Regions from separate parts of the Mus musculus genome. Here region 2 is linked to region 1. The links are chromatin contacts, called in public capture Hi-C maps. All regions are on one chromosome and are shown on one strand. Each heading gives the region's core, a stretch centred on a gene start, on an enhancer-like site or on the middle of the called end of the contact. The rest is flanking DNA. Distances are from core to core; before and after follow the strand shown.

The links. Capture Hi-C pulls out chosen DNA fragments and counts their contacts.
Region 2: a contact with region 1 is called in a capture Hi-C map of embryonic stem cells, with 2.4 times the contacts expected there. The contact joins two enhancer-like sites. A contact is called at or near these places in 2 of 115 datasets of contacts at active chromatin or transcription factors (both in embryonic stem cells) and 1 of 9 other capture datasets (embryonic stem cells).

Annotation. Positions count from the first base shown.
Region 1 is chr5:134,002,568-134,009,723 of GRCm38.p6, reverse strand. No RefSeq gene overlaps it. Among named protein-coding and RNA genes, the nearest start is that of Gm40340, 45 kb to the left of the region's middle. Within about 2 kb of position 2,868, at least 73 of the 459 cell types and tissues checked have an H3K27ac peak or open chromatin away from gene starts, as enhancers often do. A contact at or near this core is called in embryonic stem cells, where this site is marked.
Region 2 is chr5:133,740,042-133,747,197 of GRCm38.p6, reverse strand. No RefSeq gene overlaps it. Among named protein-coding and RNA genes, the nearest start is that of Gm36667, 150 kb to the right of the region's middle. Within about 2 kb of position 3,362, at least 2 of the 459 cell types and tissues checked have an H3K27ac peak or open chromatin away from gene starts, as enhancers often do. A contact at or near this core is called in embryonic stem cells, where this site is marked.

The DNA.
Region 1 (7,156 bases), core at 1,619-4,118:
CATGTGCCCGAGGTTGACATTAGGTTTTTCTCAATTGTACTCCACTTGGTCTATTAAGGCAAGCTTTCCCACTTGGATCTAAAGCTCACAGATTTAGCTAGTTTAGTTAGCCACTTTGCCCCAGGCATCCTATCTCCACCTCTTCTGCACCGAGAATATGCTACACCCATCTGATATTCACAAGGGAGCTGGGGGGTCCAAACTCCAGTTCTCATGGTTTTATGGCGGGTGAGTGCTTTGCTCACTGAGCCACCCCAACAGTCCCCTTGGTTATGAGACAGGGTCTCCCTGTGAAGCACAGGCTAGCCTCAAACTCACGGTCCTTCTGTCCCAGGCTTCCAATGCACCTAGCCCCCTCCCTTTCTTTTACTGTCTCTTTCTTCTCTTTCCTTCACTCTTCCATCTCCCTCTTTTGAAAATTTGCTATTCTGCCCTTTCCCCACCCCCCATCCCCCAGGATCTCATATAGCCCAGGTTGGCCTCATACTTGCCATGTAGCTCAGGCTGGCCTTGAACTCCTGATGCTCCTGCCACAGCCCCTCAAGGACTGGGATTATAAGTGTGCACCATCATGCCTCACTTCCTGGTCTGTATTACCGGAGCCTTTGAACTCCTATCTTCTTGCTCTTTTTAAAGTCCATCATGGCTTATTACAGTCGTGTCTCTGAGGCCTTGAACCCCAGAACTTAGTCCTTCTGTCCAGCTATAGTCCCAAATTCCCTCAGCCTCTAGTATTACTACTGTAGTCCTAGCATTGCTGGGTGTTGTAGCTACACTGGTGATGTAGTTTTCCTTAGGCCATCCCTGCTCCCATCAGCTCCTCCCCTGCACTTCTCCTCAGGAAGAGTCATGCAAACACTCTCCCAGCTTCCTCTCCTGCTACCCTTGAGTCTGCTGAGGTCTCACAGCATCCCCATTAGAACTGTAGCCCTTGCAGGGGTAGCTGGTTCACTCAGCTGTTGCAATCCTCTCTCTGAGAAGTTTTGGACCTGTGTATTCCTTGTCTAGGTCTGAATGGGGTGGTGGTGGTCTAATCCCATAGGCACAGAAGAGTTAAGGTGCCAGTGGTTGCAGATTTGTGTGTGTGTGTGTACATGCATGTATGCACATGCTCACAAGTGTGCCTCTGTGCATGTGGAGGCCAGAGGCCAAACTCAGGTGCTAATCTACCTTGTTTTTTGAGACAGGTCTCTTATTGGCTTGGAAACCTCCAAGTAGGCTTGGCTGGCTGGTCAATGGGCCCTGGGGTTGCATCCATCCCTACCTCTCAAGCATGCGCATTCCTAAAGCCCAATTTTCTTTCTTCTTCTTCTTCTTTTGTTGTTGTCTCCCTAGCTCCTCTATTGCAGTTTAACACCTCAACACCTCAACTCAACTAACTTTCTAACTCTTCATCTCTAAACCTGCTCTTTCTGCAGCGGTCCTCATTCCTTTAGTAAGAGGTTGAACCTTGTGGTGCCTCTGTCTGAGAGTCTCAGAGGCCTTCTTAGTAGCTCCTTTTGCTCAGCGCACCACAGTCAGGATGTCAGCGCCATGGCCACAGATCACCATCTGAAGAGCTGCCACCTGGTCTCACCCTCACCTTTTTTTTTTTGTCAGGACCACTTAAATTGTGTCTCCGCGTGATCCTGTGGCTTGACCCCCTGTCTGCTTGGCTCATTTCTCTCTCTTTCTTTTCTTTTCCTTTTTCTTTTCTTTTCTTTTTTCTTTTCTTTTCTCTTTCTTTCTTTCTTTCTTTCTTTCTTTCTTTCTTTCTCTCTCTCCTTCCCTCCCTCCCTCCCTCCCTCCCTTCTTTCTTTCTTCTTTCTTTCTCTCTTTCTCTCTCTCTTTCTTTCTTTCTTTCTTTCTTTCTTTCTTTCTTTCTTTCTTTCTTCCTTCCTTCCTTCCTTCCTTCCTTCCTTCCTTTCTTTCTTTCTTTCTTTCTTTCTTTCTTTCTTTCTTTCTTTCTTTCTTTCTTTCAATTTTGCAGTGTGAGGATGGGCTCACAGGCCTTTGAGTCAAAGACTCTAACCCACTAAGCTCCATCTCAGCCCAAAGTCACAAGCCCAGCACAGAGCTCCACCCCCAGTTCAGAGCCCACCTCCAGCCTAGTGCTCTACCCCCAGTTCAGAGCTCCCACTCAGAGCTCCATTTGCAGCCCAGTGCTCCACCCTTTATTCAGAGTTCCACCTCTGTCCAGAGCTCCACCCATCCAGAGTTCAACCTCTACCTCAGAGCTCCACCCAATCCCAGAGCTCCACCCAATCCCAGAGCTAAACCCAATCCCAGAGCTCCACCCAATCCCAGAGCTCCACCCAATCCCAGAGCTCCACCTCTACCTCAGAGCTCCACCCAATCCCAGAGCTAAACCCCCAGCCTTGTGCTCCACTCCCAATTCAGAGAGCTCCTCCCACCCATTCCAGAACTCCGCCCTTAGCCTAGAGCCCCACCCCCAGCCTAGTGCTCCACCCAGTCTAGACCTCCACTTCGGCCTAGAGATCCACCGCAGCCCAGGCAGGATCTTTCATGTCAGCCCTTTGGATCCTTATCAGAGGGTGAGGCCTCACATCCTAGGCCCCAAGCAGTTCATTCCTTTTTCCTCTCAGAGTCCAGGTTCTTGATTACCTGCTCAGGGATCCTAGAAATCCCACGTGGGAATTAGGACCTCGCTCCACAACTCCTACTGCACATGTAGGTAGTGAGGTCACACCTCAGGCAGCCAACAACTGCCTCCAGATAGCCTTCAGAAAGCTTAAGGCATCGCGGTACAATACGCAGCTTTGACCAGTAGATGGCACTGTGGTTGTTTCCAAAAGGCAGCTGAGGCTTTTGGAGAAAGAAAATGTCCAAATGGCAGCAACAGCTGCACTCCGAACCCTGCAGGGAGCTTTCAAAAGCATTAACCCCTGAGTGGTAGGGAAGCAGGAGCTGGAGGCAGGGGGGGGATCTTAACTCCCGGAGGCCAGGCCAGAGGAGCAAGGGGCAAGCGGAGGCAGGAGAAAGCAAACTGCAGGGTGCCCTTTCTTAGGGACAGCCAGGGGCTCAGTTAGCCCAGGGGTGGGGTTTGGAGCCACTCTGGCACTCCGTTGGGGGGTGGTTTTCTAGAGATGAATGCAGCTGGGAGCCCCGTGCTGACTGTGTGAGATTGCCCTGCAGTTTCTTTTTAGTAACCACTTTGGGCCACTAATTTAAATCGTGGCTCCTCTACCCGTGAAGGCCAGGAACATTTCTTCTTCGTTTGTGTTGGTTTTTCAGAATACCCGACAAGTGTCAGATGCCTTAGAAATAGTTGTTGAACCAATGCCTAATTGATTAGATAGATAAATAAATTTTGGATTTGGGGGTGGTGGTGGTGAGGAAATTGAACCTTTCCCTTTGTTGAGAATTGAACCCAGGACCTCCTGTGTGTTAGGTAAGTGCTCTGTCAATGAGTTTCGGTCCTGAGAGTCAGCACCCTCCCCTCCCCCCATGCCCTACCTCAGGAAACAATGGCATTAAGGATCTTGCTTATTTGGTACAGGGTTTGTTGACTACGCTGGAAGCCCTAGGTTTCATCTCCAGCACAGCACAAACAGAGCACTTGGGAGGTGGCAGTAGGAGGTTCAGAAGTTCAAGGTCATCCTCCACTACTCCCGCAGTTCAAGGCCAGTCTGGAGTTTCTGAGACCCTGACTCATAGATAACTAAGTACATTTTACAAATTAAAAAAAAAAATTAGTGATGGGGGTTGGGGTGATGGCACAGTGGTTACAATGCTTGTCGTGCAAGCTGGAGGACCAGAGGTTGGATCCTAAGGACCCATGGAATGACAGGTGGGTGTGGCAGGTGGGTGTGGCGGCTTGCCTGTAAACCCAGCCTCTGAATTTAGAGATGGAGGAGCCAGGGAGCAAACTGGCTAGAGAGGAAACCAGCTCTATCAGTGAGCTCTGGGTTTAGCTGAGAGATTAGGCCTCAAGAAGAATAAGAGAAAGGATTGGGGAATATTTCACATATCAGTCTTGGGCCACACACACACACACACACACACACACACACACACACAAGCTTACACATATATATGAACATGCATGCACACCCCACATACACATGAAAAGAAAACAATAATAATAATGACAAACAACAGGACTCCCTGTTTGTGGTGCTACATGCCTTATAATCCCTGTAGGTTGGGAAGCGGAGGCAGGAGGATGTTCACCATTCTAGGCCACCATGGCCTACATAATGACATGTCTCAACAACAGGCATAAGCCCAGACAGGGAATTTCAAATGTCTGCCTTGGTGTCTTTCAGTGCTGACCCTCTCGACGGCATCCATTGCAGTACCAAGAGCTAGCCAAAACTCCTTCCCCACATCACATCTCCATACATCTGTCAAATCTGTGCTTCTCAATTCCCTCGGATCCATATTCATCCTTCTTTAGCAATTTATCTCTATCACATCCTCCTTTGAATTAAAAGGATTTAGTGGCTCATTCTGTCTTCCAGCTAGATGGGGTTATGTTAGGATCTCAGTTCAGGTCACCCAGGCAATATGGCAGCCATTATGGGCCAACTCCTTAAAGGGTCTTTAAAGAAAACACAATTAAGGCTGACAGCATTTTCTAAAGAGGGCACACCTATCTATGTCCCTTTACATCATTTTTCTTACTTTCTTTTTCTTTTTTTGTTCTAGTGCTGGGGATGGAACCTAGGACCTTGTACATGTTAGATAAGAGTTCTGTTGCTAAGCCACGCCCCCAGCCCCTCACTGCGGGATTCTAGTTAGGAGTTCTGCCACTTAACCACATTCCCAGATGGCCATAAGTGAATTTTAGGTTAAGTGCCTTACCATTGAACCATACCCCTCAGACATGTTGTTCTATTCATACATTAGAAGAAAGGAACACAGACTTGGACACTGCAATACTGCAGTGATAAGTACCTGAGGTAAACACATTGGTTTAGGAAGCTACTCTCACATCTGCAGCTCAGAAAGTAGAGAGAATGGAGCAGAAGTGAGACAAAGTGGTAGCCCTCATAGACCCTCCCCTAACAGCTTTAGGAGGGGCCATGTTATCTTGTTAGCTTCAGGAACTTATTATTGAGACTTGTGTGTTGTTTACTTCCTGAGTTCTATGAGCCTCACTTGCTCCTTCCTGGAAGGAAAGAAAGTGAAAGCAGTTCCTACTCTGAGGAAATGTCATTATAGCAGGGGAAAAGGACAGGATATGATTCGTGGCTAAAGTAAAATGAACAATAATTAAGGCCAGTGTCTAGAAACTCATAGTAACAAAGACACCTAGTTAAGAAGGACCTTGGAGACTACTTGATTTGTGCTCCAAGTTTTACAGCTGGAGAAAATTGAGGCTTAGCCAAATTAAGTCAACTATGATAGGTCCCCCAGCTCTGAAGCTGCATGCCTAGTTCCTAACATGGTGTTTGACCTATTTTCTACACAGCTATACACAAGAGCTGGGAGAGAAGACAGGTGCTAGAGTTGCTGACCTGTAGAGTAGAAGCATCCTTTTCAAGAATAAGATGGGATGACTGCTGATACCTTCGTTCTTCTCAAGCTCCCATGAAGCCCAGGGTAGCCTCTACTTGCTACCCTCAGTTTCCTCATTGTGCTTTGAATGTGAAAATTGTCCCTTAATGGTTTATGTGTTTGAACACGTGCTCCCTACCTTATAGCACACATATGCACACAAACACACAGCTGAATGACTAAATGCAATATAAATATAAAACAGGAGCTGGAGAGGTGGCTCCATTTGTTGTGCAAACATGAAGATCTGAGTTCTAACGCTCAGCACCTATGTAGAAAGGTAGGTATAGCCACATATGTGCTTGCAATACCAGCATAATGGGGTTAGGTTCAGTTGTGGAGACAGAAAAATCATTGGGACTTGTTGGCTGCCAGCCTAGCTTCAGGTTCAACAAGAGGCTCTGTCTCAAGGGAATAACTTGGAGAGTGATGGAGTAGAAACCTAGTGTCCCACCTCTGTCTCCAACACACACACACACACACACACACACACACACACACACACATACACACACCACACAAAGTGTGTAAGGTCATTTCGTCTGTATGTAGGTCTGTGCACCACTTGTGTACCTGGTATCTGAAGGAGCCAGAAGAGGGCATTGGAGTCTCTCAAAGTGGAGTAACAGGCAGTTGTGAGCAACCCTGTGGGTCCTGGGAATTGAACCTGAGTCCTCTGGAAGAGCAACAAGTGATCTTAACCAGAGACCTTTCCAGTCCCCTCATATTTGTGTGTGCATGTGCGTGTACGTATGTGTGTGGTGCATATACACATTACTGTGTGGTGTTCACGTTGAGACCAGAGCAAGACTTTGTGTGTCTTCCTCTATTGCTCACTACCTTGAGGCAGGATTTGCCACTGAAACAGAAGTACATCATTTTAGGTAGGTGGGGTGGCCAGTGAACCTGTCTTCACCTCACTGTTGGGTTACAAGCATTTGCAGCCATTATCTTGATTTTGATGTAGGTATTGGGGATTTGAACTCAGCTCTCCAGGTTCTCATAGTCCTCTACTCCTGTTTCCAGTTAACTACGATTAGTTAGCATTAGTTTCATGATGACTTGTCCTGGTTAGACTTTTGTCATATTGACACAAACAACAGTCATCTAGGAAGAGGGACTTCCATTGACAAAATGCATCCATCAGATTGCTTGTAGGAAAGTCTATGGGGGCATCTCCTTAATTAATAATCGATGTGGGATAGCTCATCCTACCATGAGTGGTGCCCCCTCTGTGCAAGAGGTCCTGGGTGGTACAAAGTAGGCTGAGCAATCCATGGGGAGCAAGCCAGTAAGCAGCACTCGTCCATGGCTTCTGCTTCAGTTCCTGCCTCCAGTTCCTTCAGTGATGGAGTGTGATCCGAGAGTCTTATGATGAAAGAAACCTCCCCCCACCCCCCACCCCCACCCCAGGTTGCCTTTGGTCATGGTGTTTCATCACAGCAGTAGAAAGCAGACTAGGACAGTGATATTTCTATTCACAAGTGTCATTGTGTTCCCCCATGTGGTCCCTGGGCTTTACCAGCCTGAGGCTGGATGCCAGCCTTCATGATGACCTTCGACTCTGGGCTCTTGAGCTCCCTGTGACATTGGGTTCCCTGCTCTGGAGCTGGAGGTAGAGGTGGTTGTAAGCTGCCCCACAGGGGTTCTGGGA
Region 2 (7,156 bases), core at 2,113-4,612, 260 kb after region 1:
TGGATGTATATGAATCACATCCCCTAATCTGGATAAGGCTATAAATGGTATCAGAATTTTGCACCTGGCATGTCTCTTTCAGAAAATAGAATATCTAGTCAGATGGCGAGGCTGCAGGACCAAGCTATAAAGAGCAGTTGTAGAAACCAGAATAGCCCCTTCCTCCCTGCAAACACTCCCTTTCAGGCACATTCTCCTTTCATTTAGTCAGCATAATAAATATAATTGGAAGTGTACAGAGCCCCTCCGTGCAGGAAAGCATCGATTACTCTTCCAGCATCGGAGCGTTAATTTGTAACATCGATTAAATTTGGCTTCAGACTGGGAGTAGCGGGGGAGAGACGATCTCACCTTCAAGACTTGCCACATTGCTTAGGGAAATCGCTCGTAATACACATTAGGATGGATTTGAATGTGTCAGTATTAATACCGAGCATTTCCCCCTTGTCACATGTTGTTAAAAGAACAATCACTTCACGTCTGAGTAGCAATCTTACTTGGAGGCCGGAGTTAATGTAGCATATTCCGATCAGTGCAGAGACAAGGCCTGGATGTCTTGTGAACACAGGCAATTGCCCATTACAGGGCTGGTGAATGCCTCCCCTCCACCTCATCTGTTTGACTGCGTCTGAGATGATTATTGTTTTGTTTGGAGTAGGCGTTGGCCCCGCTGAACTCTGAGTGACAGAGCGCAGGCTGGTGGTTCAGAGGGTAAGAGAGGGTTGATCTGTGGGCTCTCGCTGAGTCCTTACACCGCCTTCTGCTTTCTGAGGGATAAATCTCTTTTTTTAGATAAATCCAGATTGCTTTTCAGACAGATTGACTCTTGGCCTCCCCAGCCGAACAGTACTTGGGCATAACCCAGGCAGCCTCCCCACGGCTAGGAAGGAATCATTTCAATTGTCTGAGGTTAATTTGCTAAATGAAACATTGGGTTTTCTCTCACATAAGCAAGAGAAGTTGTTTGGATGAGGTTAGCAAAGGCAAGGAGAATTCAGAAAACATCCCTCCCTGGGGGGGTGGGGGTGCTTCACCCCAGAATGAACCTCTGTTGGACCGCTTATCCAGAACTAAATGAATTAATAGGAATTGCTTCTTCATTTCTGTGGTATCGTCTAGATTTGGAGTGATTGTGAAATATATGGGATGAATGAAGTTTATCTTTTACAACTAGTGAGTAAACTGAGGCCCCAGATATTTTGGCATGGTTTGATATTTACTGTATTCTCATGAAGGTCTGGCTGGGGGTGTGGCTCAGCAGTAGAGAACTTACCAGAACACCCCCCCCCCCCAGTGAGAGACTGGGGAAGTGTAGCTCTCTTACCTATGAGGCTATGATAGAGCACTTAGTTAGAGTCCTCCAGTGGGTGACTGGGGCTGTATAGCTCTCTTGGTCCATAGTGAGGAGGACAGGGATGAGGTTATGGTAGAATGCTTGCCTAGAACCCTACACTGAGGGGCTATGAGTATGGCTCAGCGGTAGAGAGAGCCCTTGCCTCATATATACTTGATTCCATCCACGGCATTACAGAAGAACAAGGGTTGGCCCAGATACGAGGTTCCTGGGCTTGAGCAGGCTGCCATGGGCACTCTGACCAAGTGGGAGCTTTCAGAGGTAAAATGCCGACAGGTGAAACACAAGCACCTTATCAGGAAATTCCTGGGATTGAAGATTTCATGGAGAAGGAGGTCAGAGAGACCAGATACAACCAGAAGAAGGGGATAGATGACTGGTCTCATGCACCCAGGCTTCTGATGCCCACAAGAGCCAAATGAAAACTGTTAGAAGGCAAAGGAACAAACAAACACAAGAAAAAACCTTTGAGATTTTCTGTGCTGCCAATCGTCTACAAGCCTTTGCATATTTAGTTTCTTTTATTGGGGGGAGGGAATGCTTCTCAATTAGGGTTTCTATTGCTGTGATGAAACTCCATGACCAAAAAGGAAGTTGAGGGGGAAAGAGTTTAATTGACATACATTTCTAGATTATAGCTTATCATTGGAGGAAGTCAGGGCAGGCATTCAGGCAAGGCTGGACCTGCTGATGCAGAGGCCATGGAGGGGTTCTGCTTACTGGCTTGCTTCCCCTGGGTTGTTCAGCCCGCTTTCTTATAGAACCCAGTACCACCAGTCCAGGGATGGCTCCACCCATAATGGGCTGGACCCCCCCCCCAACTTTGATCACTAATTAAGAAAATGCCCGATGTCTGGATCTCATGGTGGCATTTTCTCAATGGAGGCTTGTAGTGGGTTGGCCTAACACTGCTTGTATTCTAATGCTAAGTGCTGGCCTCCAAGATTTAGAGCATGTAGTCTTTAATTAATTCTGATTGGTAAATAAAGATGCCAGCAGCCAAGAGCTGGGGAGAAGATAGGCAGGGTTTAGGTTTCCCCAGGTAGAGACCATGAGAAAGGAGCAGGAGGAACAAAGTTGCCATGGAAGAAGAAGAACGTGCAGAAGGAAGGCGAGCTACCATGTGAAAGGGCCAAGAGAATATGGCCCAGAGGGCTGCTCAGTTGGGTCAAGAGCAGCCAAGATGGAACATAGAAATTTGTAAGTAGTAACTGGGAGTTATTGATGGGAGAATGGATTCTAACAGGATGGAGGTTAGGCAGTTGTCCAGCTATTGAGCTGCTTAAGGCATATTAAAATATAAAGGCTGTGTATGTGTCTTTCATTCCGGAATACAAATGGTCAAAGGCAGGAAGGAAACCCATGCCAGGATTTAAATATTTCTAACCACAGAGGCTCCTTTCCATCTGATGACTCTAGCTGGAGTCAACTTGACACACAGAACCAGCAGGCGCAGGTGCTTTGCATTGTGATGTACCTTTCCTAGATGCAAGAAAAGACAAAGAAAACAAACGCAGGCTCCCTGTGGTGGCTTGAATATGTTTGGCCCAGGGAGTGGCACTATCAGGAGGTGTGGCCTTATTAAAGTAAGTGTGGCCTTGTTGTAGGAAGTGTGCCACTGTGGGGCTGGACTTTGAAACCTTCCTCCTATCTGCCTTTGTGAGACCCTGACCCTCAGTAGTGCTACTTCCTTTGAGATACTCTGAGTGAGACACAGATCGATGCAAAAGCAAGAGGTTTATTTTCTGGCACGTCGGGGTCAACTCTCAATCAGTCCCTCGAGGTGAATGATGACAAGGCGACCCCGAATGGCTATTATAAGCAGTTTTTATACTTTTTTAGGGGCACAGGTTACATCAGCAAGGTTACAGTTCAAACTTATTGGCTAAACTTATTGACCTTTAACTCTATTGGCTAGCAAGCGTGACACACATTTGAACTCTACCTGGGGACTTTCCAGAGGGTCAGGTGACTATCAGTCAGTACGTTCTGAGACTTTTTTACTCAAGAATGTTCCTGTGGGTGGAGAATGGAACTTGGCCTACCCTTCACCCCAGATGGGAGAGGGAAGCTGTAAGGAGGGAGTGGGACTGGAAAAAGTCCTTAGGATCCCTCACCTTCAAAACAAGAGGTAGAGCTCTCAGCTCCTCTAGGGTCATGCCTGCCTGGATGCTGCCATGCTTCTTGCCATAGTGATAATGGAGTGAACCTCTAAACTTGTAAGCAAGCACCAATTAAATGTTGTTCTTTATAATAATTGCCTTGGTCATCATCATGTCTCTTCACATCAATGAGAGCCTACTAAGACATTCCCTGAGATGGTGGCTTCTTGGTCCAGGAAGATATTGCAAGGAAGAAGACACCGGGGTGGGTATCTAAACAGGACCCATTGGGGAAAGGAGAGGATATGAGGACCCTATAAAAATGCGAAATAAGGACACACTCTCAGCTTTAGGGTCCTTCTTTTCCCAAGAGGTAAAAGCGTTTATTTCTGCATTCTCTATGGAACTCTGTCTTTCCCAGAGGTTTAGTTCTTTGTTAGTGCCAGGGAGTGAGCTCTGCAGTCCCCTAGGTGATCACCAACATCCCTCTTAGTCATAGGCTATATGTTTAACTCATTTGCCACCATGATCCTTGCCCTTACTGCCCAAGAGAAACTTCACTGGGGATGTTATATCCCATTCTGTAGCTGTTGTGTGTGGAAGGGTTAGAGGAAAGGAGCAGAAGATCAATGAAATAACCAGGCATATGGAGGAGGGTGAAGAGATATTAGAAACTGGTTGGCTTGATGTTATGAGGAACCTAGACCTCAATGCTCAGTGCTGAGAGAGGTGGGGCCTTTGAGAAGTGATTTGATCATGAGGACTCTGACATCACAAATGGTTTCATTAATTGATGGGTTCAGAGTTTAAGGAAATATTGTGGAAGTGTATGGAAACCTTACTAGGTGGGACATAGTTAGGAGGAGCTAGTTGATGAGAACTTGCTCATGAAGGGGATATTTGTTCCCCCTCCCCCAGCCAATCTGTATCTCTCTGCTTCCTGGTCCACATGAGGTGAGCATCCTTCTCTGGTCCACACTCCTAATGCTGTGGTGTTTGGCTTCACCTCAGTCCTAAATCAGTAGAGCCAGCTGAATACAAGCTGGGGATCCTGAAACAAATACAAACCATGGTTTCAATAGGGGTTGAGATTCTGTGTAGTTGCTTATGTCCACTAAGGTATTTAGGAGGTAACCCTTGGAAAAGAAGCTACAATGGGCTTTGTAGGTAGCCAGACTTGATACACATGAAATAGAATAAGCCCCAATGGTGGCCTCACAAGGGAAATATCTCACAGACCCTTTAAGATCCTCTACCCCAAGGACTAAAGTTCTTTATATAAATTTGGATTAAATAAGACATATTTTAGAATTTTTGGAACAGTGGATTAATTTCATTATTTTCTTTTTTATTAGATGTTTTCTTCATTTACATTTCAAATGCTATCCCCTTTCCTAGTTTCCTCTCTGAAAATCCCTTTATTACCCTCCCCCCTGCTCCCCAACCCACCCACTCCCGCTTCCTGGCCCTGGCATTCCCCTATACTTGGACATAGAATCTTCACAAGAGCAAGGGCTTCTCCTCCCAATGATAGCCAACTACATATGCAGCTAGAGACATGAGCTCTGGGGGTACCGGTTAGTTCATATTGTTGTTCCTCCTATAGGGCTGCAGACCCCTTCAGCTCCTTGGGCACTTTCTCTAGCTCCTTCATTGGGGACCCCGTGTTCCATCCAATAGACTGTGAGCATCCACTTCTGTATTTGCCAGGCACTAGCATAACCTCACAGGAGACAGCTATATCAGGATCCTTCCAGCAAAATCTTGTTGGTATATTCAATAGTGTCTGGGTTTGGTGGTTGTTTATGGGATGGATCCCATCATTATTTTCGTTTTAAAAATTTATGTTTTTTTCTCTTTTCTTCCTTATCTGTGAAATGGGGATAGCAATATTCACCTTCCAGAGATCTTGCAAGAGTTAAACTACAGCCTATGTAGCTGCATTCCATGTGCTGACTGATACTGAGCATGCCATCAATTGTATTTATTATTCTTTTGAACCTTAATTTGTTCTTTCTTAAGCAAGAATGCTACTTCTTGACTTCTAGTCTTACAATATGATTTACAGAAGATGGGACACCATAGTGATCCAAGTATCACATTCTGGAAAAATGTTCTACCACTGAACCACAACCCCAGCCCCTCACTGGGGAATTTTAGGCAGGGGCTCTACCACTGAGCCACATCCTCAGCCCCTCACTGGGGGATTCTAGGCAGGGGCTCTATCACTGAGTCATGCCCCCAGCCCCTCACTGGGGGATTCTAGGCAGGGGCTCTGTTACTTATGTATCCTCCTAGGGGAATTTTAGGAAAGCTCTACTATTGGGCTATACCTGTCCCCCATTTTAAATAGCAACCCACTAAGTTGCCAAGGTTAGCATAGAACGCTGTACTATGTAGCCCAGGATGTTCTTGAACTTGTGATCTTCTTGTTCCTGTCTCCAACAAAACTGGGATCATGGGCCTGTGCTACTGGTCTCAGTTCATTTTCTCTTATTCCTGAGGCTAAGATCCTTCACATACTATTCTTCTAAGTTCCTGTCATTTTGTCTGGTTCCTTTAGCAATGTCTTGTGTGAGATCCAATTGATGTCTCCCTCACCCCTCCTTCCTTCCACCCAGACATTATTGATAATCCCATCATGGGTAGAGAGAAGCCCAGACTAGCTTCTCAATAAGTATTCTCCTTAGAAAAGCTCCAGAAGGCCCTTCTGAACAGAAGTGCTCAGAATGATTTAAGAACTAATCGTTGGGGGAGAGCATGGTGTGTTCAATGCTCGGGAACCTCCCTGGGAGACATTCAATGTTTAATGCATCCTGAACACCCTTCTGCTGCCACTACATTTTTTAACTTTACCACCGGATGAAGAGCCAATGTCAGTGATGGACTGAAGAGAGCCTTCCAAGAAATATGTCCCTTTCCCAGTAGGGTTTGCTTCTGCCTTGGCTTCAGGCTCAGGACAAAAAAATGGCAGTGGTTAATTCACTAGTGCAGGTCCTCTCTCTCTCTCTCTCTCTCTCTCTCTCTCTCTCTCTCTCTCTCTCTCTCTTTCTCTCTCTCTCTCTCTCTCTCTCTCCCCTCCCCCACCCCCTCCCCCTCCCTCTCTCTCTCTGTAATCATGTGTGCAGGTGGGTGTGTGCACCCGTGCATTTGTGTATGGAGGTACAAGTTGCTTTCACTTACCTTTCTGTTTCACTCCTCACCTTAATTGTATTTTTTTTAAGGTAGAAAAGGATTTAATTTTATTTTTAAGTATAAAAGTAGACCTTAAACAGGATTTTTCTTTTTCTTTTCACTATTTTATTTCATTCACTTTATATCCTGATTGCTGCCCCATCCTTCCTCTCTTCTCAGTCCCATTCTTACAAATCCTTCTCCCCGTTTCCCTCCTCACCATCTCCTCAGAGAAGGGAAAGCCTCTCTTGGGTACCACCCTGCCCTGGTACATCCAGTGGAAGCAGGACTAAGTGCATCCTCTCCCATTGAGGGTCAACCAGGCAGTCCAGTTATGGGAACAGGATCCAATGGCAGGTAACAGTCAGATACAACCTCTGTTCCAATTGTTAGGGGACTCATATGAAGACCAAGCTGCACATCTGCTACAAATGGGGTCCTAGGTACAGCTTCTGAATGCTCTTTGACTGGGAGTTTGATCTCTGTAGGCCACCATGAGCCCAGGTTAGTTAACTCTGTAGGTCTT